Linked DNA regions of Triticum aestivum: region 2 is linked to region 1. A link is a contact called in public Hi-C data. All regions are on one chromosome and are shown on one strand. The core of a region is the stretch at or near the end of the contact, and the rest is flanking DNA. Distances in the headings are between cores, read along the strand shown. Region 1 holds the start of LOC123091051 (serine hydroxymethyltransferase 1, mitochondrial). Region 2 holds the start of LOC123091053 (protein WRKY1).

What was found. Hi-C and Micro-C count contacts between places; a contact is called where the count stands out from the background.
Region 2: a contact with region 1 is called in a Hi-C map of leaf, with 4 times the contacts expected there. The contact joins the promoter of LOC123091053 here to the promoter of LOC123091051 in region 1. A contact is called at or near these places in 2 of 5 Hi-C or Micro-C datasets (both in leaf).

Annotation. Positions count from the first base shown.
Region 1 is chr4B:66,051,170-66,059,119 of IWGSC CS RefSeq v2.1, forward strand. It overlaps LOC123091051 (serine hydroxymethyltransferase 1, mitochondrial), which reads left to right and starts at 4,485. Exons shown (of 16, transcript XM_044512444.1): 1 at 4,485-4,676; 2 at 4,798-4,836; 3 at 4,955-5,041; 4 at 5,132-5,253; 5 at 5,376-5,452; 6 at 5,993-6,117; 7 at 6,378-6,470; 8 at 6,735-6,827; 9 at 6,922-7,119; 10 at 7,251-7,355; 11 at 7,448-7,513; 12 at 7,864-7,941. The coding sequence starts at 4,599. It overlaps LOC123091050 (serine/threonine-protein kinase SMG1), which reads left to right. Exons shown (of 17, transcript XM_044512443.1): 15 at 58-188; 16 at 2,433-2,525; 17 at 2,622-3,153. The coding sequence ends at 157.
Region 2 is chr4B:66,314,450-66,322,399 of IWGSC CS RefSeq v2.1, forward strand. LOC123091053 (protein WRKY1) reads right to left here and starts at 4,795. Exons shown (of 4, transcript XM_044512447.1): 1 at 4,610-4,795; 2 at 3,366-4,207; 3 at 3,153-3,278; 4 at 1,789-2,366. The coding sequence starts at 4,114. The coding sequence ends at 2,222.

The DNA of each region.
Region 1 (7,950 bases), core at 3,235-5,734:
TCTATTGCTGTATGTTATCCAGTTTTATTGATCTCATTCTCATATCATTCTCTTTAGGTCCTTGAAAATTTCGGAGCAAGTAGACTATCTTCTTAAGCAGGCGACAAGCATCGACAATTTGTGTAATATGTACGAGGGTTGGACACCTTGGATATGATTCAAATTTCACCGATACAACTTTCATCAATGTATGCTGTCCAGGTACTAGCTGAATATTCTGCTGAAGCCCTGTAGTAGCAACTCTTTTGTTCATCTGTATGTTTTTAAAATGCAAGATCTCCATGTAGGTGAGTGTAGATGTTACAAGCTAAGAATTGTCTTCATTTCTCCGCAGTCCGTTTGGTGACCTTCTTGAGATAGAAAGGAGCTGTTCAAACAGTGAAATCTCTGACAAAACCTGAGTAGTGACCTTGAGATAGAAAGGGCTGTTCAAACAGTAACAATTTCTAATGAAACTAAATTGACGTGCTCAGCACTGGCTCGGCCTTCTTTAGTCTTTAACCTGGATCAGTCAGTGCCTAATGGTCTAGTAATGAGACTTGCCAGTAAGCCTAGTGTACACTACAGGTTCCTAAACATGTAATGTTGCACCAGTCATGTCCGGAAACTTGTCCATTAAGTACTGATATGGTGGTGGAACAAACATCTGGTCATCTTACTTATCCAATAAGGGGACAACAAGAGGGGTCTTATTTATTCCAACGAGGGGACAAAAACAGGGTTTCAATAACTGCTCAGGATGATGTAAAACATTTATATTGTATCTTAGAAAACCAGAATGAGTCGGTAGATCCAAAACCAGAAAGTACTATTTCCACAGTTTTTCTCACCATGAAGGATCAGCTTAAGTCGAGGCCTCAATTGACATGTCTTCTGATATATTTTTTCCGTTTTGCTGTCAGTATCCAATCATCTAAGTTGATATTTCTGATTCCATTTTTAGTTCAGTGGCCATTTTAGCATAGGAACAGGTCTCTACTTTTGGTCCCTCAGCTATTGCCGACTTTAATTTTAACCGTGAACCTTTTACTCCAACTCTCAGAAATGAACAAATCTTATCCGAAGCTGGTTCGTGGGGTGGTTTTGCCATGTTTGCTAACAGTTATCAACCCTTCCACATAGGCTACCACATCATCAAGCTGACCCCATGTGTCAGCCTCTCTGTCTTCTCATCTTTGCATCTCTCCTTGCTGCATCCATCCAAGCAGGTGGCTATTCAGAAGGAGGCGGCGGCAGCGCTGCATGGGAATGTCCGAGTCAGCGTTGAAACTGGGACCTGGTATTCAGAAGGACCTGGTCTTATAACTCTACATGTCTGAGTCAACGTTGGCAAGGTAGAAGGATGATGATGAAGAGAATGAAAAAGATCAATTTTGGAGAAGAGTCAAAATGAATTTCATGGTGTTGCTAAAAAGAAGCTCACCAAGCTTGAGGAAGAAGGTGGCAGCCCCCTTCCTCTTCATATGAACGTGAAAGAGGATGGAGATAGGGGCACCAGTGGGGCGGCTTGCGGCTTCCTACCTTAAACTACGTACAGGTGCTTGCCACCAATTGACTGGGGCTGCAAACCAATGCCCGCGTTTGGTACATTGCGGCAGCCTGCACAAGCCTGCCAGCCATCACAACTGCCAAATAGAGGCATAGAGCTACAACAGGACTGCTGAAAACCATTTCCCAGATTTTGTCTCAGTCAGCAGAAAACCAGTTGGGAGAGGGCCAAGGGAGTAAAGTAAACTGATCCAAGAGTTCAAGGTTAAAAACAACCGGTTTCAGAGTTCAAGGTTGAAAAGTGAACTTCTGCAATAGTTAAGGGTTGAAAACTATAATGACACATAATCAAGAAAGCACTTACATAAACAGTTTCAGGACAAGCTATGCACAGTTCTGAAGTTGATTGACATAAAATAAACGGCGTTGAAGTTTACGGTGAAATTTAAACTCAGCCGATAGTTGAGGGATCAAAAGCAGGGGCTCAAGGGCGCAGGGTTGTTTTGCCCACATCCTGGGATGTCCACTGATCGGGCTTATGGCCTTGTAAAACTCACCTCCTAGCAGGATTGTACTCTCACCCACCTTTTCAATGCAATGAAGGCCCTTTGCGTTTCCAAAAAAAAAAAGGTTTTGCCATTTTTAGATAATTTAGTTTCCTTTTTTTAGATAATGTATAGTTTTGCTTGGCTATAGTTTTTGTTAATCCCAATCAGTTTTACTACCTTTTTTTTGCAAGGGACCTATGTGTTTTACCTAGCTACATTTTAATTGTTACATGTAATGCTTGACTTGCAACCGAATCACTTTCCTTGTTATGTTTTCACCTCCTTTTACCTGTGGGGAAATTCCCTTTTGTGCTCATTTTCAATTTTGACTTCTGTTTTTTAGAACTAGCTCTAAAATACAGGTGATTTACCCAAATCATGTTACCCCTTTTTCAGAGTTTCGGGCAGAAGACATTCCATGGCAAAAGCAGGATAGCATGCCAAGCAATTGTATGGTTGCTATGAATGACGGCGAGCCAAGTTAAAGAGGTTTGGCCGCACCTACTATTTTCACTGTTTCTGAAGCAAGGCTATGGTCATCTGTTTAACCATTTTTTTTAATATGGCTGCTTGCATTTGATCCAGCTCTGCAGGCGTCATTTATAAGACAGCGCGGCTCGACTTCCCTGCAGCATGTGGCATGAACGGCCTACGGATGCTTCCAAGCAGAGGAGGGGCACCACTTCGGTACTGTTGGCCTCTGCATCTCCAATGTTACGTTGCCATTCACATGCATTCTGGGATCCAGACAATGACATTGTGGAATGCTGAAGCTTAGCATGATATGAACGAAAATACCCTAAGCATTCGCAATTTGCATGGACACGCGGCGCGCTCACCCACAGGGATTCAAAATTGGTAAAGCTGTCAAATGTACATAATACGTTCCCTGTACATCTGATATTTTGGAAGCTCCTTTCCATGATCCAACTAGCATATTGGAAAGGGTAGGCGCTGGATATGCAACTGTGAAAATGCCGTTCGTATTCCACGACTCCTCGCGGATCAGATGTAAATAGAAATGTTCAATGTCGATCGATGATCACAGTATATTGATCGGAGTTAAATGCGAGTGTAGAGCTATTCAACATGCTAGTAATGGGAACGTATACTCCCAGATGAGATCCTTGCAGTAACTTATGTCCACTCTTGTTGCTTTCTGTTTTTTTTTTGTCTTTTTTGTGCAGGTGCAGATTGATTGGAAATCCTAAGCACAGCCTTGCAAAGTGACACGTTACTGGTAAGTTCGTGACAGGAGGAAAAAAAAGGAAATCTGCTGCTTATCATGATCAATCAATTCCTGTTCTCTTATTATTGTTATTATTTGAGTCGGAGATTGATCGCTTTATCTACATCCGAGTACGAACGCACGGCTTGTGGTCATGGGAAAGATAGGGCTCGGGTGGCCTGTATGCACGTAGGCAATGCAGCAACATCCTGGCCATGCCCTCTCCATATATCTTTTTCTTCTTCTGGCGGTGCTGTTAATTCATGCAGTTATTTTTTCTGATGCCCAGACATGCACCTAGTAAATATCTATTTAGTTGTGTACGGTATTTTTTATTTCTAATATGTTTTCTTTTCACAAGAAAACATATTTCCTTTCTTCCTGAGCTTAAAAAAAACACATTTCCGTTGTTTCTTTCATTTCTTTTAGTTTTTGAAAGAAATGTGGTGTCGCTTTCCTGGTGTTAGGTGATGGATGACAAAGTGCTGGGATATATAACATGGCAGTTGAGTGGCTGAGCTGCTGTTTCCTTTGCTATTTGGTGTCCCGCTCTCTGATTAGTGGCAGTTAAGTAACCACATGAGCTAGTTTTTAAAAGTAAATCCTCTGGGCCTCTAGGATCAGGATCGTTGTTTGGTTCGGCTTATTTTTCTCTGTGAAGAATCTTGTCTGCTCCGGTTGGTGGTGATGGGGATACTTTGAGCTAACACTCCCATAAACCAGAGTGAAATGCAGGGACGCCTGACCTGTGGGACCGGCATCCTTAACCCGTTACCAGCATCTGAATGCCTCATATTCGAATCTAGGCTGCTAGTAAAGGGCAAGTTTCGATGGTAACCAGAAAAAAAAATATACTTCCTCTGTTCACTATTATAAGGTGTTCTAGTAACGTTTTTTTTTGAATCAGATGTATATAGACATGTTTTAGTGCAGTAACCTCTTGCAAAAAGGGGAAACAAAAATTAAGAGCATCTAGCAAGTAAATGCCAAGTACCAATGGTAGCCAGATAAATTCCTGTTGAATTGAAAATCCCTAAAAAGACATATGGGCGTCATGGCAGTAGAGATATCATCCAACAGCAAATGAGAAAAAACAAAATCTCCAATTTCCATTTTCTAAAACCAAGAAAAAAAAAGGAAATTGCATATGGATTGAGGGGTTGGTGACGGTGATGCGTCTGGTGGATGCTGATCACTCAGCCCACATCTGCTGCCTCCAGTTAAAATAAAGGACGCTAGGCCATGCGATCCACTACCTCCCAAACCCGACACTCCAACCCCTACCGAGAGGTGCACGAGGAGGCCGCCCACCACCACCACCACCACCACCCACCATGGCCATGGCGACGGCGCTCCGCAAGCTCTCCGCCCGCGGCCAGCCCCTCTCCCGCCTCACGCCGCTCTACTCCATGGTATGCCGCCCTCCGCTCTTCTCCTTTCCTTCTTCTTATGAACCATTCTTGGCGGCGGTCCTCTGGTTTATCGGCGCCGCTCACGGTCATCCATTTTTCCTTGTTTGATTTGGCTTCGCAGGCGTCTCTGCCGGCGACGGAGGAGAGATCCGCAGTCACCGTATGTCCTCACCACCCACCCCGTGCCTATGCGCCCATTGCTCCCTGTCCGTTTGTCTGTTTGTTTGTTTGTTGCCCGTGCTTATCTTGTTTTCCCCCACTCCTCGCGTTGAGCGCAGTGGCCCAAGCAGTTGAACGCGCCGCTGGAGGAGGTCGACCCCGAGATTGCCGACATCATCGAGCTCGAGAAGGCCCGCCAATGGAAGGTCATCACTGCTCCCATGATTCGCTGTACTGTGCTCGGGCTCTTCTTCTCCAGGACATTTGCTGAATCGCGTCAGTCTGTCTGGTTGCAGGGGCTGGAGCTCATCCCGTCGGAGAACTTCACCTCCCTCTCGGTGATGCAGGCGGTGGGATCCGTCATGACCAACAAGTACAGCGAGGGGTACCCCGGCGCGAGATACTACGGTGGAAACGAGTGCGCTCTTGTTCCTTCTTTCTCTGTATTTATATATCTGAAGAATGCTTGGAGCAGAAATTGAATGGATGTGGGGGTCAATAATGTGGACTGGCGGTCGTTTTGGCTTTTCTTGCCTGCAGATACATTGATATGGCCGAGACGCTGTGCCAGAAACGTGCTTTGGAGGCTTTCAATTTGGACCCAGAGAAGTGGGGAGGTAAAATCTTGATGATGGTTTTATTCTTAATTTCCTTATCAGGTTCTCTCGTGTCCGGTAGAACTAACTAATGACTCTGCAGGATGTTTTTCTATAAATTCTATCATTTATGTGGACATAGGGTCATTAGTCTTTTTTTATACTGCTTTTGGTGATGCAAATGAGAGAGCAGAGTGAAAATAAATAAGATGCTCTGGTTCGAGCTAATCTTATTATGCTCTACAGTTGACACACTTTTACTTGATCGGAAATAGGGTAATGTTCTAAAGTAGTCTAGTCGTAAAGTAAACGGGTTAAGTCCACAGCAGGTTCTTAATTTGCTTAAGAAATTTCTGTTGGCATATGTGCATACACCATTTACAAACCAAAGTATGTTAGTCAATTTCAAAGCTTACATATGGTACACAGCTGGGATTAGACACTATCTGTACATTTTAAATATTTAGGTTGCATTGCTAACCACTATGTTCTTGGAGTGGTATTTGTCCTTCCACCAAATTGGGGGCGAGTTAACTGGATGACCAATTTCTGCCTCTGCAGTGAATGTGCAACCTCTATCGGGTTCACCTGCCAACTTCCATGTATACACTGCTCTGCTGAAGCCACATGATAGAATTATGGCTCTGGATCTTCCTCACGGTGGACATCTTTCCCATGGTTACCAGGTACATCTATCCGCTTCTTTATTATCAACCTATTGTTTTTTATTTCTCTGGTGGGGTGCAAGCATGATCAGCCATTGCTTGCTTGTTGCCATCTTTCTGTGTAGTTTGCTGTTTCTTTTGTTTTTTATATCTAGCATTAGATAAGCACTTCATACTGTAATGTAAAATACATACTAATAAGCTCATAATTCTCAATTATGTTTAGGTATGATGTTTGAGAAACTCCCATGGCTCAATGGTTCTTTTCTTGTTGTTTGCAGACTGACACAAAGAAAATCTCAGCAGTTTCAATATTCTTTGAGACAATGCCTTACAGACTGGATGAAAGCACTGGCTTGATTGATTATGACCAGGTGAACTCCTTATTTATTCATTTCATGTCATGGGAGTTTTGGGATCTCCCGATCAGTTTTAACATTACTTATGCATGTTTCGTGAAGTGGAAAAAGTGCGTACTTTTTGTTTTTTTAGCAACATTCAGCTAAAAGAAATGGTTTCTTACTGCATTGTCTAGGATATTTTCATTGTTATATGTCTCCTTCAGTAGTCAAATTATTTCAAGATGAATTATCTTAACTCCTTCATATGTTGCTAAGCTTCATTTGCTACTTCTGCAGTTGGAGAAAAGTGCCGTTCTTTTTAGGCCAAAGTTGATTGTTGCTGGTGCTAGTGCATATGCCCGCCTTTATGATTATAACCGCATGCGGAAGGCAAGTTCATTTTCTTCAGTAATGAACAATGAATCCCCCCCCCCCCCCCCTCCTAATCAGTGATTAACTTCAATTTCTATTGTGCAATTGGCAGATCTGTGACAAGCAGAAGGCAGTTCTTCTCGCAGACATGGCACATATCAGTGGGCTAGTTGCTGCTGGTGTCATTCCGTCTCCTTTTGAGTATGCAGATGTGGTGACTACCACTACCCACAAGTCTCTCCGTGGTCCACGTGGAGCCATGATCTTTTTCCGGAAGGGGGTGAAAGAAATAAACAAACAAGGGAAGGAGGTATTGCCGGAGAAATACAATAGAATGATAGTAGCATAGAGTGTTGAAGATGTTTGTTCGCTACTGAGCTTAACCTGCAGTACTCATATTACCTGCAGAATGCAAAGGCCTAACAATCTATTTTGATATAGGTTAAGTATGATTTTGAGGACAAAATCAATGCTGCTGTCTTCCCAGGTCTGCAAGGTGGACCCCATAACCATACTATTACTGGCCTGGCCGTTGCGCTTAAGCAGGTCTGCAGCACTTCTGTTCCTTAATTATTTTGTATTTTATACAGTTTGCCGTTGTGTGTAATTAACGCCCTAATGTGCTGTTTAAATTTCAGGCAACTACTCAGGAGTACAGAGCTTATCAAGAGCAAGTTATGAGTAACTCTGCTAGATTTGCTGAGGTACTTTGTGGTTACAATTTGCTAGAAATATTTGCCCAGGAAAACTGGACCTATGATACCTGTCAGTCACTATGACGACTAACCTCTTTATGGTTATGTTAGTAGCAGCTTGTACAATCTAATTATATTATATCTACCGTATAGTTTGTCTCATGCCGGCATTAAGTACCAGATTGTAGAACTTATTTCAAATTGCTTTGTTGGAATAGGAGGAATAGGAGTACCGAGTACCAACATTAATTAATGCCAAACAGGATGTTTGGAAATGCAAATATCTATTACACTAGCATGATTAATTGTACTTTAATTTTAAAAACGTCTTTATTTAATGGCAATATTCTCATTTCCAGAGCTTGACTTCAAAAGGTTACGACATTGTCTCTGGTGGGACTGATAACCATTTAGTTTTGGTGAACCTCAAGAAAAAGGTAAGAGAG
Region 2 (7,950 bases), core at 3,545-6,044, 260 kb after region 1:
GCCTTCCCATTTGATCCTCAAAACTTAAGCATCATAGGGAATCACAATGGTCAATGGAAAGGTGGGATATGGGAGAGGAACTTTAGCACTTGTTGTAATGTGCTCGTGGCATTTTCTTCTTCTGCTCGTAGTAACGCACGGGCATGTCTTTGCCACAGTAGAGCCATGGTGACGGTGAGGTGGGAGTCATCAGGCTACAACGGGAAACTGAGCGGGAGGGGAGAGTCCGACAGAAAAAGGGAAGGGTGTGTCGTGGGGATGGGGTTTTTGTGTGGGCCGGCGTGTTGGAGATAACGTGGACGGGTAGTCCAGACAACCACATTTCTTCACCACATATGGTCTGGATTTAACGGAGCCCGGACTGTTGGTTGAATTTTGGGAGCCTGCTGGGCATCCATACACGCCCAAACATATGAGGGAGAAATGAATTTTAATCTTAAATACGATCTTAATTATTTGTTTTATTTATTTATATGCAGTGTAGCCCGTAGCAATGCACAGGCGTTCTACTAGTCAAGTCACAATGTCATGATATATGCCCCCGCTTCTTCTCATGCCAGAAGTCAGCGAGTATGGCGCACATCTCCAATCAAAGACCAGGCATGCACGCATGGCGCACATCTCCAATCATTTTAAAAATTATTCCAAATAAGATGGAAAGGGTTGAATGTGTACCGTGTACGCAAGACATTCAATGAATGTTGCATTATTGCTTGGGACCAGAGCATTCAAAATTGATGCTAAAGAATGTTTTCTTTTTGCGCGGCAATGCCAAAGAATGTTGTAGTCCGTTTCGACAGTACGCCGTCACTTGTTTGAGGTCTCCTGCTCCAATGCTTAGCAGACATGCTCATGCTTCACTCAAAATAGAAAGATCGAATCTTGTTTCTTTTTCATGACTTGTTAATGCCCTGTTGGTACAAGTTCAGTTCTTCCTGTCTCTTGCGAAATGATTGGAGGGTAAGAATTGACGAGACCAAAGTGCCCTTCTAATCCCTAGCTCAAATGACAAGCATCATGGTCCCTCTATCCTTATTTACATAGCGCTCTCATTTTCTGCCATCAATTTTTTGACCATCAATTAGATTTTTCATGAGTTAATCATATTATATGTTTAAAAAATAGATCTTGATTAAATTAATGATCAAAATTCAACCATGAACAGGTGTAGCCATGTAAATAGAGACAAAGGGAGTATTTGTTGTTTTAGGGGCTGTTTGGATCACACCCCAGCCAGCCCACCAAGATTGGCTCCCCAAATATTTGGCCAAGGATTCTGCCGCCATGATCTCGCCAACGCGTGGGCATAAAAATTGAACGGGGCAACCAAAATAGTGGCGTGGTTCAGAATCGCTGGTGCTGATTCAAGCGAAGCCTGTGGGAACAGTCAACAACCAAAAAATCGGTTGGGTGAGCCACGGCTGCAATCCAAACAGCCCCTTACATTCGCTGGAATCTACGACGACGTTTTGGGTCAATGGCTTTCCATGTATTAATACATTTTAATTATCAGTCATTTATTTACTTTGTACTCCCTCTATATCAAAATATAAAATGTCTCTAGGCTAGTTTAACTTAAAAAAAAACAGCTTACATTTGGTACAGAGGTAGTAGGATTCTCTAGAAAATACTGGGTTATAAAATCAGTGTTTGTTTAAATTATAAAACACAAATTAATTGGCAAATAACAAGTTGTGATGATATAAACATCAGTGTTTGGTACACACAAGATATTTAACTTGGTTTTGTCTCTGATGAGCTAGAGCATGGAGGTACAACACACCAATGTATCCAACCACAAATTGGTTCTCTCATTTATTTTTGATTTAAAACCAGCCTTTTTGTGCACTTGGTACAAAAAGAGGGAGACCCAGTGATTTTATCAATTTTTGCTACTTTACACACATATCATCCCCAAATTTCTATCTTCCCTTCCAACTCTTCGCACTCCCTCCTGAGCAAATCTCAGGTGTCCTATCTAACATCATGTTCTAACATTTCATCATTCTGATTACCTCCTTAAGGGAGAACAACATTTTTGCATCCTCCCACTTGACACTCACTACAAAACATGTAGGTCAGGAGGCCAACCGACACATCAACTGCTCAAATGGATCCCATATTTGTCACTTCGCAATCCTAATTTAGGAGAACAACGCAGTCTGTCAACAAGTGCCGGTGAGTTGGCATTTCCTGAAAAGAGTGATAATCAAGGGATTCCCTAAGCTTGCGCAGACTGAGTTGGCATTCGCGTATGGTTATGTTCACCCTCGTATGTCACAATGAGCATCGATGGATCATCCACGCAACGTTCAACATGCTTCCGCGCAGGGCAACCCCTCACGCTGCTGCATTTGTAGTACCCCCTGCATTTTGTGTTCAGCCATTGGTTAGTCTTCTCCAGGGAAAAATCAAACTTAGAAACATGTTGGGTTTGAAATACAAATAGAAGTACAATGAGCCATGTTTCTATATCCTGTGTCTGTTAAAAAGAGGAAAAGATCTGTGCCAATTCAGAGAACCATATATGTGATTGCCATTACTGTATACTAGCTATGTTTGTGTATTCTATAATCAGGCTATTTAAGCCAGAGCATGGTGGGCAAGTCACTGGTTAGGATTATTATATGGTGTGAGAAAGAGTAAGTGAATCACGATAGCATGATCTCGGTTAAATTAAGAAGTGGTCTCTTTAAGACTCATGATTGACATATTTTTCCAAAAGTGCCATAGAAAAGAAAGAATGGCATCATCCACGAAGTAATTATTTAATGTCGTAGCAATTAAGGCATCGACACCTCATGGATACCGAATCGCATAGAGGATAGAAAACAAACATGTACAGCACCCAAGAAAACACATTCCTTGGATAAAGTGTGTTCTGATTATCATTGACACATTAGTTATCACAAGGCACTTGAGTGCTCATGGTTGTATGCAGTCGTGCATTCCATAATAGCATGTAAATGATCACATCTTTACCAACAAAGTTGATGTGTTATGGTGATTATAGCATCATCACGACTATTTTCTATCACTGTATAATAAAAATGTTACTCATTGTGTTATGGTGATTAAGCCAACTAAGTTGAAGCATGTTGAACGTGCAGTTCTGCACTTCTTTATTTGCACAACAAGAAAAATTAGAATACCTGGGATGAGGGGAACCCTTAATTGGCTTCTGCCCATACTTCCTCCAGGAGTATTCATCTGGAGGTATATCAGCAATTTTATTACTAATTGCGGGAACTTTAATCGTCCTCTTCACCCGCAACTTCCTACTGAAATAGGGTAGAGAACAATTATCACGGTGTCCTATCTTGAATAAAAAGAGTCAGAAACACCAAAGATAGCAGATTTACTACCTTCTCTTTGAGCAATGGCACCTGCCAGTTGCAGCACACTTGCCATTTCCATCCTCCCCACGTCCCGAGCATCTTCTCCTTGGAGCCTGCTGTGCATTCACCGGGTCGCTCATGGCAGGCCCGCCGATCAAATGGAACGAGGAAGACTTGGCATCCAGGCTGGCCACGCTGCCATCCATGCTCAAAGATGACATGAAGGACCTCGCGGACGACATTGTCCCCGTGCCACTGGGGCTGTCAAACTTCAAGTTGATCCCGCTGTTGCTTCTCTTGAACATCTCGGCCCGCATCTTCTGCTGCTGGTGCTGATGCTGCTGGAACTGATTATACCGCGACGAATCGCCGAACTGGAAATGCGCGGACAATGGCTGGACCAGCTTGGGAAGCCCTCCGATTGGGTGCGCGGGCTGTGAATCCAAAATGCTGTTTCTAGGATACACCTGCGCAGAGCTGGTCGAAGGGTGCGCACTGTTCAGCACCACCACCGGGGTGTTGTTGTCCAAGAAGCTCTTCTGGCTCAAGAACCCGGGGGTCTGCCTTCTGCTCACAAGCTTGGCTCTGGGATGGGTTCCCCCTCCTTCGTTGCCGTTGCCGAGGAGGGAAACCACCTTCCTGAACTTGGCACAGGCTTCGTCCGTCCCCAGAGCTATGCTCCTGAGCTGCGCCGGGTCCTGGGTCTGGGTGAGCAGGCCAAGCACTCGGTGGCAGCTCGCCACGGCCATCCTGTTGGCCTCCTCCACTTCCTCCATTATTCACCGCAGAACGACACCGGAACGGAAGCAGTCCTTCCGTGAACTCCTCGCGAGCACCTCGGCTACTTGGCAGCTCTCACGACGGCAGATCTGAAGAGCAGGAAATGGGAGAGAAAACTCAGTCAGATCTCAGGAAAAGCTCACCATGGCTGCTCTGCATCACTCGCACGGCCACGCATCAGCCATCACACGAGCAACAGGCTGAGGGCCAAGAAAGCGTTCCCGGACCGGATCACGGCGGGAGCCTAGTCCGGCAGAACCCCGAGAAGCGGCAGGAGTGAGCACCGAGAGGAGAGAGCCGGGCGGGGCGTGGAGGACGAACCCGCGGCGGCAAGAAGCGACCCTAGCAGGCGATTTGTTGCGTGCGGACGCATCAAACGGGGCAACAACCCCACCACCACCACACCCTCCCAAGATTCCCCCGAGAAAGAAGCGCTCGCCCGCGCAAGCAAGCACGACGGCGCCGAGCCCGCCCGCCCGCACGCAACTCACCTCGGGGAGGGGATCCTCTGGCGCGTGCGATGAGTCCAGAACCGCGGCCGCGAGCTCGGAGTCGACGGACGACGGTCGTCTCGTCCCCCGCCACCGGAGACCGGCTAGTGGAAGAAGGTGTGAACGAAGGAGCGGACGGAGACCAGGCGCAGCAGGCAGTGGGGGAGAAGAAATTAGTAATTCTCCGTCCTCATTTGTTTTCTTGCAGCCGAGGCCGCCGGTCTGTATAATATTGCGACCCGGCCCCCCACGCCGTGGAAAAAGCGTCGCCACTTGGCCGTTGGGTGAATCTGGGCCGTTGGAGCGGTGCAGGCGAGGAGATCGACGGCCGGAGAACTTTTGGGAAGGGTTTTAGTTTAGTTTAGCGGTGAGTGAGATGGGATGATGGGGTGGGTCAAAACGTCAAAGGAGGGACATGGGTCGTCAGTCAGTGTGGTGTGTGGGGCGATTGTTGACCATTGCTCCTCGCCTCGGCTCACATGGAAAAGGTCAGGGGGCACACATGCGGACGATTTGTTCTCGCATACTTTAATGTGCCGGATTTGGACTAGGGTAGTAGAAACTTTACCTAACTCACATGATCAACTCTTTTAATTATGTCTATAAGATTTTACATCGCCATCTCTACTTGCTTGGAAAAAGTAGTGGCGATTCACGATGAAATTTGGGGCATCCTTTATTCACACGCGGACAGTCAATTTTCTCACGGGTCTTAAATTTTTCTTTTTTGCTGAGAGCTGCTCAGATGCACAAATATAATGAAATTTGTCACGAGCATCATGAACTCGAACACCTATCATGAAAAATAATAATCAGTTTTTTCATATTTTTCTAGTATTCTATTTATTTTTACTGTTTACCGGGAGCAGATGAGTCTGGGCTCAGAAATGAATATTCACATTTTTATGTGTAAACTCCCTCCAACCTCCAACCGTGCGGATAATTAGAGAAAATTTTGAGAACTGATGAAAATCACGTGGAAACTATGTTTGAAGTTTCAATAAAATCTTAAGAAAATACTACATTAAAGATATGGTTTTCTGTCTGACATGTATAGTTTCAAATTCAGACGCAAAATAAAGATGTAAAAAAAGCAAAATCAACAATGATTAGCATCGAATTGATAATTTCATTTCATGATCTAAATGATCTTATTTTTTTCAGAAGGAATACCTCGTAAATGAATTCCCGCTTGAACTTAGAATTTCACATACTAATAGGTTTTTAGCACACCATTTTTTTATAGAACTTTCAAAATTCAAACGTGGTTTCGCAACATTTCGTTTTTCCACTGGATATTCTCTCCATCCAAATAAAAGCATTTTGGTATCATGGGAGGTCTACCCTTTCTCGGTTATTTCTGCATATTTATCGTGGTGCTTGTAGATAACTTTGCTTAGAATAGTACGTATGTGATATCCAGTTGTCTCTCCGTTCAAAACGAATTGAATGCGGAGTCCGAACTCCTATAATAAGATGGGAACGGGAATGGGGGAGGGGAATGCTTGTCCGAACAACATACTTGGCGTGTGGGGGCATCGTTGATTCGATGCTGCTGCATTATGATACTGCAATAATGGATTTTTATCTATAGATAGATGAGGAGTGGCGCCATTATTACGAGCCCATGATTGATTTTCTCTATCCATACACGAGTACGAGTAGCAGACACGTGAGTCGTCGGGCCCTGGATCACATGCTCCTGTTTACGTACAAGCATCCAGGTTGCCCAAAGGTCAAAAGACAGCTCCACCTCCAAAGGAATCTCACATGCAGCTTCTCTCTTCTTATATTTAATTTTTTTGTACCAAACACTGCGCTTGCAATTTCCTCGCACCCTGGTTAGTCCTGCGCACGAATCATAATCAGCATAGAGGGTGATGATTGCAAATTGATGTAAATAAAATTTTAATTCCTAGAGTGGATATCTTTTCGAAAAGGGGTGCTTTATTACTTAAAAAAGTTAAGCATTACACCCCGGCTCAGCATAACTAAGTTGCACACAGCCAAGTAAGATCCTCTCAGGCAAACAAAAAATAAAAGGCGAAATACAAAGAAACATGTACAGTCTGTATAACACTTAAAGCGGAGGAGGGGGGGGGGGGTCGATCGTATGATCATGTTGCCACCCATGTTGAGTAAAAGTATCTCTAGCCGCAGCCTTCAATTGTGTGCACACCTCCGTGAACAGGTTTCGATTCTCCACGCGTTGTAGAGAGGATCGTAACCGAAGAGTCCCAGTACATCTGTAGATGACCTATATCAGAGAAGTACTTTTATGGTAAAAAAAAAACTTTGTCATTTCTGCGTAGGCAAAGTGGCCAAATAACGGCAAGTGCTCCCACCCTGAGAAGAATTATAAACCTGTGATCAATCCCATGTAACCAGTTGTCAAATATATTAGCAACACTATAGGAGGATACGAGGCAGAATCTATTTGGATGACTAACCATATAGAACGAGCCAATTTGCATTGAAAGAATAAATGTTTTATTGTCTCATCATGGTGATGAAAGACACATTATGGATTTCCATGCCAATTCCTCTTAGTAAGGTTGTCTTTAATAAGAATGACTCCACGACGAAGATACCATGCATAGGTTTAAAAAAAATTAAACCAAAGATTTTATTCTTAAGAGGTATCTTCATCTTCCAGATCTTCTTGTTATTACCAACTGGCACATCAAACTGGATTAACACTCTATACATAGACTCCACTATGAATTGTCCATCCTCATGGAGGTTCCATTAGAATACATAAGACCCATGTGATAATTGCACCCTGGACAAACATCAGAGCAGGATGTTCAACGATTGGAGTCTGGGTCCAATTAAATCTCTTCTGAACATCACATTTGGCGGAGATGATTTCATTACGGTGGCGATGGTATCACCATTGTGACGCACAATGTTGTATAGAGCCGGATATTGATCACGGAGTGTGGCATTTTCTAGCCACTTGTCCTCCGAAAATCTAATGTCTAATCCGTCCTTAATCGAGCCGTGGAGGAGGGTGAGTCACGAACGCGACAGACGTGATTTAAACGTTGGTTTTGCTCGATGGCGCGATCCAACGAAACGAAACGTTGGTTTCTCTCTGTTTCCACTTTTTCTCCGGAAAAACGGAAACTTTCCACTCAATTTGCATTCCTACTCAAAGGTTGCCCCGTTACAACATACCATCAAATATAAAGGAAAACTAACACGCATGCTAATGCATCTCAATGATTCACAGATCATAGCCAATATTTACTTCACAACTAAAGACAAAAGTTTTGAGAGCGTGTACAAAAGAAAAACTACTGATGGGGTCACTACGACTTAAACCCTAAACCCTAAAC